Linked DNA regions of Macaca mulatta: region 1 is linked to region 2. A link is a contact called in public Hi-C data. All regions are on one chromosome and are shown on one strand. Each heading gives the region's core, a stretch centred on a gene start, on an enhancer-like site or on the middle of the called end of the contact. The rest is flanking DNA. Distances are from core to core; before and after follow the strand shown. Region 1 holds the start of ENHO (energy homeostasis associated). Region 2 holds the start of RPP25L (ribonuclease P/MRP subunit p25 like).

What was found. A called contact is a pair of places that touch in the nucleus more often than the background predicts.
Region 1: a Hi-C map of blood shows a contact between it and region 2, with 2.0 times the contacts expected there. The contact joins the promoter of ENHO here to the promoter of RPP25L in region 2. A contact is called at or near these places in 3 of 14 Hi-C or Micro-C datasets (blood, fetal cortex germinal zone and fetal cortical plate).

What each region holds. Positions count from the first base shown.
Region 1 is chr15:65,165,944-65,169,817 of T2T-MMU8v2.0, forward strand. It overlaps ENHO (energy homeostasis associated), which reads left to right and starts at 2,271. Exons shown (of 2, transcript NM_001261591.1): 1 at 2,271-2,360; 2 at 3,263-3,874. The coding sequence starts at 3,424. The coding sequence ends at 3,654.
Region 2 is chr15:65,084,037-65,087,887 of T2T-MMU8v2.0, forward strand. It overlaps RPP25L (ribonuclease P/MRP subunit p25 like), which reads left to right and starts at 2,595. Exons shown (of 2, transcript NM_001261747.2): 1 at 2,595-2,624; 2 at 3,342-3,851. The coding sequence starts at 3,378. DCTN3 (dynactin subunit 3) reads left to right here. Exons shown (of 7, transcript NM_001265650.1): 6 at 600-659; 7 at 830-1,141. The coding sequence ends at 919.

The DNA.
Region 1 (3,874 bases), core at 1,021-3,520, 82 kb after region 2:
GCCCTTAGGTTTCAGTATCTGATTATAAATTTATCTTTTTGCTTAAATTAATTCTCACTCTCCCTGGGTGAGCTCATCTATTTTTCTCATTTAACTACCACTCTTTTGCTGATAACTCACAAAATATTATCTTTAGTCTGGACCTCTCTCCTGAACCTGTGTATTCGGTAAATGGCATCACAGTATTCCTAGTCAGTAACCTGGGAGTTATCCCAGACTTTTCCTTCCTGCTTACCTCTCCTATCCTCTAGGTCTCTAAGTCCCACCAACAGCAGCTCCCAAATATCCTCAATGCTCTCCTTTTCTCTCCACAACTTTTCCCCTCCATCATTTCAGTCCCTCATCATTAATCCTTGCCTTCACTCTCAAATGCTTTCAAGCCCCCATTCCACACCATAGCCCAAATCATCCTACTAATTTCTGGATATGATCACATTACTCTTCTGCTCAAAAATTCTTCAGTGGCTCCCCACTGTTTTCAGGATAAAATCTGAACTCCTGCAGCTGGGTCACAAAATTCGCTCACATTACACTCAGATGTGCAATGATTTAAGTCTCCTCTGTTTCCTATAACTAGTCTGATCTTTCTCACAATGCCCTCACCCTGCTGGGTAATGGGCAGTGGTGGGGAGCTAAAAGTAATCCACCCTGGTAAACTCTATAGGATCCAATAATTTATTTTAGACAGTCTCTAAGTACTTCGGTAGCTTTGGATGACTCAGTCTTCCCTTCTTTTCAAGATAGCATTCTGGATTTATAGGGGTCTTATGTGAATTTCATGGCACTGGATTGGGGGAAGGGGCCTCTTAGTCACATGGTCCTGGGGGTTGTATCAGCTGGCATTTGCTGAGATGTGGTCGATCTGGCATAAGTTAATGAATAACAACCCTGAGAGGTAGCTAGTATTACAACCATTTTACAGATGAGGAAGCTGAGGCTAAGAGAGATTAACTTGCTCAAGATCACAAAGTTAGTAAGTGAACCAGGAATCAATACCGTTCCCATTACTGTAGGCACTTAGGTAAATGAGTCTAGGATTCCAGAGAGAAGTTAAGGCTAGACTTGGGAGCACTGGGAGACTTCATGATATAGCTTCAGGGATGTGATCCTCCAAGGAGAGCATGTAAAGCGGGATGAGAAGAAGGCCGGGATCAGAATAGATGACAATCACTGGCCTGTGAAGGTCGGGGAGGACAAGGTCTACCTCACTGCTCCTGTCCAAGCTATCTTCTTCTTAGGGGAACTTTTAGGATGGCGAGGCAGCACTTCCACCATGCCTGCACCTATTCCAGCCAGGGCGTAACCATCGCTCAGGACACTCCATTTCTGTCCCAGGCTCCCCAACAGCCTGGCAGCAAGCCTGCGACCAACACTGGGTAGGAACCCAGTAAATGTGTCCAAAGAACCTGTGTTGCCAGAGATTTTCACACTTCTTAGGGCCAGGGAACCTGGGGCCCTCTAAAGTAGGAATGCAGAGTCCACACCCAGGTGGCAGAGGGAAGTGCGAGACTGCACTATAGGCGGTTCCCTAGGTGAGGAGGTTCAGTCTCCTGCCAGGTGTAGGGACGCGGGGCCTTCCTCCGATGACGGGCTTAGAGACCTCTCCCAGATACAGAGAGATGGTTTCCTCAGATGTGGAAATGCAGAGGCCTTGGCCTTTCTCGGATGTGGGGTGTACAACCCTTCTAGGTGTAGAAGGTGCAAGAAATCCCTACAAGAGGTTAGGCCTCGCCCCCTCCCCACCCCATCCCCTCTCCCGGGAAAGATCCAGGGCCAGCTACTCCTTCGGCCCTCCTCCCGCCCGGCGCCAGCCCGAGAGGCGGGCTGGTCTCCACCCCAGCGCACCACCAATGGTGCGGGAACCGGGGCTCGGCCCGCCAATTGAGTGGCGGCAGCGGCGCGGGGATGGCTCCGCCCCCCGGCCGCAGGCCGCCGGCCTTCAAAGAGGCGGGGCTCTTCGCTGTTTTTGCTGGCGGCCGAGCCCAGCCGAACGTAGCCGAGCTCAGCCGAGCCCAGCCGAACGCAGCCGAGCTCAGCCGAACCCCGCGCAGCTCCCGCCGCCGCCGCCCGAGCGCTGCCGAGCGAGGGAGCAGCCGCGGCCGCGGAGGAGGTGCGGCCCCAAGGGGAGGAGGTGCCTGCTCGCCGCAGACCGCCCGCGGCAGAGGCCGCCCCGGTCGCGCCGCGGCGGGAGCGGCCGGCGGAGGCTGCGCGGCCGAGGGGGAGGGCCGGGGGAGCGGTCGTCGCCTTTGCTGGTCTCCCACCTCCCGCCGCCCCCCGCCCGCAGGCTCCCGAGCCTTAGTCGGCGCCGAGCATCCCGCTGCCCCGGACCCTCCCGCGGGCGCGCACCAGGCTCAACTCAGGTAAGAAGGGCCTCCTGCCACAGGCACGGGGGCCAAGAACATGCGACCCGAAGATGGAGATAAAGAGACAGAGACACACTGCCGCGGAGAGAGACGAACACAAAGACAGAGACACGGAAACCACCAAAAAGACCCCACGGAGAAGGGGAGAGGGATACGTCCATGGGAACACTGGGGGATACAGCCTGGAAGAGAGAGACGGAGAGACACAGAGACTGATGTAGAGATACACAGAGACACACTGGTAGAGAAACGAGACAGAGGAGACACACTCAGAGATGGGGACACACGGAGAGGCAGCCACACACACACAGAGGTGGGTGTGCAGAGGCACAGGCACACATCCAACGGAGGGACAGTGAGACATCAGACACACACACCTGACCCAGAGAGAGCCCCACATAGAGGCACAGAGCCTGCACATGCCTGCCAGGGCCTCCACAAAGTTCCCTCTGTGCAAGCTGGCGCCTCTGGAGGTCTCCTGGTCGGGCTGGCTGGAGTCCTGGGAGAGAGGAGGCGCCCAGGCCACACCAGAGCTGCTTACAACCCCCATCCTCTTGGGCGGGGGGCTGCCTGGATCCCACCCACCAACAGAGGGCTTTTGAGGGCTGCAAGCTTGGTGGGTAGGGCCAGGGCATGCCCACCAGGTCTAAGGAGAATGAGATGACGGCTGCCTACTTCAGCTTCCCCACGCTGGCTACACACTCATTCAGGTGCCCAGAACCAGGCCTGCGGATGGGGGTGCTGGCTCTGTGGGGTATTTAAGCCTGTTGGGACCCAAGGTCTTTCACCAGGGAGGCCAGAAATGTGGGAGGGAGGCTGTCTTCCCTACCTCTCTCCTCCTAGGCCTCACTCCACTCTCCCTCCTCACTACCCTCTCCTTTACTCTGTACCCCCAACAGGCTCAGGACTGCAGGTAGACATCTCCACTGCCCAGCAATCACTGAACGTGCAGACAGCACAGCCTCCTCGGAAGGCCGGCCATACCAGACTCCTGCCTCGGCATGGGCCTCGCCATCGAGGCAGCTCCACTGTCTGTGCTGGTCTGAGGGTGCTGCCCGTCATGGGGGCAGCCATCTCCCAGGGGGCCCTCATCGCCATCGTCTGCAACGGTCTCGTAGGCTTCTTGCTGCTGCTGCTCTGGGTCATCCTCTGCTGGGCCTGCCATTCTCGCTCTGCTGACGTTGACTCTCTCTCTGAATCAAGTCCCAACTCCAGCCCTGGCCCCTGTCCTGAGAAGGCCCCACCACCCCAGAAGCCCAGCCATGAAGGCAGCTACCTGCTGCAGCCCTGAAGGCCCCTGGCCTATCCTGGAGCCCAGGACCTAAGTCCACCTCACCTAGAGCCTGGAATTAGGATCCCAGAGTTCAGCCAGCCTGGGGGCCAGAACTCAAGAGTCTGCCTGCTTGGAGCTGGACCCAGTGGCCTAGAGTCTAGCAAGCCTGGCTCCAATAGGAGCTCAGTGGCCCTAAGGAGATGGGCCTGGGGTGGAGGCTTATGAGTTGGTGCTAGAG
Region 2 (3,851 bases), core at 1,345-3,844:
AGGACTAGAAGGGAAGATAGAGGTGGCACAGCACCTCATCCCCACTCATGCCACCTGGGGAAGCAGCTTCAGGCCCTTCTGTTGTAAGCTCAGAAGAAACTTTGAGGTTTATCCTTTATCTTGCATGTGCCCCAGGGAGGTAAAGGGACTTGCCTAGGTTCATGTCCAAACCTTCTGCCTCCCAGAGCAGGACTTTACTGAGACACTATAAGGTTGAGGCTGGGAGGTACCCAAGAATTCCTGGGGATTGTATGTCCTTGACTGTGGGTAGAGGAGCTCTTTTTTCACTATTCCCAGGCCCTAGTGTAAAGTTCAAAGAGAGTTCAGAAATAAGGACAGAAGAAGAGGAGACATATACTAGGGGGAATGTTTACTTAATGTATGGCCACTCCCTTTCCCATCAGCCTTTGGACTGCTGTTAGGGCACCCATCCTGGAGCCTGCAAGTGCTCCCATAGCCATTTGCTCCTTTGGCTTTGGGGTTAAGCATCATCTTTTTTTAGGCTCCATGGGGAGTGGGAGTCCCTGATAAGGCAGGAAGTTTAGTGGAAGATGTGGGCTTTGCCAGGCTCCTTTCTGTGCTACACTTTGGCCCTACAGGACCAGTGTGTGGAGATCACTGAGGAGTCCAAGGCTCTCCTGGAGGAATACAACAAGACTGTATCCTTTCTGCTCAACTAGGACCCTAATGGGTGCTGTCCCTAAGCCCTGTCCTTTTGTTCCACCTCTAGCGTTCTCTCATTCTATCCCACCCACCTATGTTTGCCTGTTCCCCACTTTCCATGCACTTCCTCACTCAGACTCCTATTCTCACCTTGACCTACAACCAGACAATGCTTCTATCCAAGCAATTTGTGCAGTGGGATGAGCTACTTTGCCAGCTAGAGGCCGCCAAGCAAGTGAAGCCAGCAGAGGAATGACAGCTGCTCCCCATCCCAAGGTGGGCCTGGGCAGTCAGGCTCCAGGGCCCTATGCCAACCTGTCTTTGTTACAAGGCAGAGGAAGCTTTGTATTTATTGGATTCAAGGCCCACCTCTCTACTCAGGTGGAGCTCTAAAGTTGGAGGTCAGGTGACCTGAGGTTTGTAGTTTGCAACACCCACCCTCCCCCCCATCAGTGTTCTTATTCCAGTGACAATAAACCATAGAGATGACTGGAGGAGTGTGCTAGCTTCTTGGTCTAGGATGGGGGTGGTGGGGGGCAGAAGTGGCAGCCTGCCTAATCGTTGGACTGGGAACTAAACTCATCCTGGTTTGGCTTTCTGACAGGTGTAGAGCTCTGAAGATGAAGGCTCTCATTTGATTGTGTGAATAGGATATTCGTTTATCCCATATTTACCAAGAAGAGACCCCCAAATATCAGATGATGGGAGTAGATAGGGCTCACCTAATCCCTGCCCTGCACAGGCTAGCAGGATAGACAGTACAGGAAAAGGGCGGTCCTATCAGGTGGACACAGAAGAAAAAAGGGACTGAAGGGACCTGGTGAGTGATATCCAGGGACTTTCAGAGCCAAGGGAGCAGCATGTGCAAAGGCCTTTAAATTTCTCTCTTGGGAGGCTACCTGCTACCACTAGCCGAGAAGGGCAGCCTAAGAAGTTTGGATGCAGGAAGTTTTGGTCCTGGGGAGGAGAATTGGGGAAGTAGGGGCGCTGCGGCAAGCATGTTGAGAAACAGATTGGCACCGTACTCCACCAAATGTTTGCTGCCCCCTTGTGGTCTCAGGGAGTGCTCTTGCTCCAGACCCTTTTTCCAACGGCCCGCTGGCCGCCCAGCCTGTGCGACCTCTCCGGCACCTCAAATTCAGCGTGTCCAAACCGCTCTGAAATCTGGGAGTCATCCTAGCTCGGAATTTCCTACTTCTCTGTCCAAACAGTGGCCAGCTCGTCACTGAACCTACCTACTAGTATCTCCCAACTTAATCTTTTTTCCATTCCCACTACGATTTCTCTGGTTCATTAATGTAACAAATCATTTAACAAATATTTGAGCGCCGGTCATACGCCAGGCACCATACTAGGCTCCGTGGGCACCCCCGCCCCCTCAGCCCCCAGACTCCGTGGCAGGTGTCGTCAGGGGCTGCGGCCCGATTTCCCCATCACTCCCTCCTGGGCTCCCTTCACAAGATCTGGTTCGACTGGCCCCTGGAGAACCCCCGTGGTCTGCCAGCGCCCACAGGATGAGGTCGAAGTTCAGAAGTCGGTAACTAAGGCTCTTGCCCGTGCAACAGCAGCCACTCCAAACTGACGCCTTTGTTCGCACCCACGGTGAAACCCACTGCTCCCGCTTTGCTCAACAGCTAACACCAGTCCTCCCATCTTCTAAAGTCCAGATCCCCCTCCTTAAGATGCAGGAGTTCCCTGACGGCCGCTCCTTTCTACGGCAGGGAACTACCCTGCCTCCTTCCGGGCGTAACAGCGGAGGCTGCGCTCGTTTTCCCACATCCACTGGGACTGGTCCGGGGCGCCCTGGCCGGCGGGTTTCCGGGGCGGAGATGCCTACGGTCCAGTCCCTCATGCCCCGCCCCTCATGCCCCGCCCCCTCGGGGCGTGCGCGGCCCCGCGGCCTTAGCGCACTCCGGGCCCGTGCGCCATCTTGGCTCCGGATCGTGCGTGAGGCGGATTCGGTGAGAGCCGGAACCGGGCGGGCAGAGGGATACTCGGAGGGTGGGAGGACGCCTGCTGCTTGGCTGCAGCGGCCGGCAGGACCCTGGAAGCGACCGTGGCTATGGAAACGGCCAAGGCTGTCTTGGAATAGCCTGAGCAGCCCTCCGAGTCGAGCCTCTGCCCCCGTTTCTGAGTGACCTGGGTTGATATGGATCGACCCTGGTAATCTCTGGGAGAGGGGCTCAGTTCTGTTTGGGGGCAGCACTGGGTAAGAGTTCTTGGCTGTTTCCCGGGGGTCCTGGGGCTAAGGGCCTTGTCCCTGTCCTTGGGAGGAGCGCTCTCTATTGGTATTAATCTGGGGTGAGGGTTCCAGGCCCTGTTCCAAGGAGTCCAGGATAAGGGGGGCTAGGCCCCAGTCCGGGAGAGTTTGGGATGAGGGGGCCTGGCACTATCCCAAAGAGCTCAGTGTTTGGGGAGTTTGGTCGTGTCTCTGGGACTCCAGGATTGGAGGTGGGGGTGTTATGGCCCTTGTAGAGGAACGGAGTGTATGGGGTACAGCCCTTTCCCGGACGGCGGCAGGCATGGCCCTTGTCACAAGATGCTAAGGACGAGGGGACATGATCCTGTTTCTGGGAAGTCTGGAACGGGGAGCAGGGCCATATCCTGAATGGAGATAGGGGATGGTGGACAGTGACTTGGGGCATATTGCTTAGCACTCATCTGATGCTTCCCTGCAGTGGGCAGCGAGAGTCACATTCAAGACAGCAAGCAGGATGGAGCACTACCGGAAAGCTGGCTCTGTAGAGCTCCCAGCGCCTTCCCCAATGCCCCAGCTACCTCCTGATACCCTTGAGATGCGGGTCCGAGATGGCAGCAAAATTCGCAACCTTCTGGGACTGGCTCTGGGTCGGTTGGAGGGCGGCAGTGCACGGCATGTGGTGTTCTCAGGTTCTGGCAGGGCTGCAGGAAAGGCTGTCAGCTGCGCTGAGATTGTCAAGCGGAGGGTCCCAGGCCTGCACCAGCTCACGAAGCTACGTTTCCTGCAGACTGAGGACAGCTGGGTCCCAGCCTCACCTGACACAGGGCTAGACCCCCTCACAGTGCGCCGCCATGTGCCTGCAGTGTGGGTACTGCTCAGCCGGGACCCCCTGGACCCCAATGAGTGTGGCTACCAACCCCCAGGGGCACCCCCTGGCCTGGGTTCCATGCCCAGCTCCAGCTGTGGCCCTCGTTCCCGAAGAAGGGCT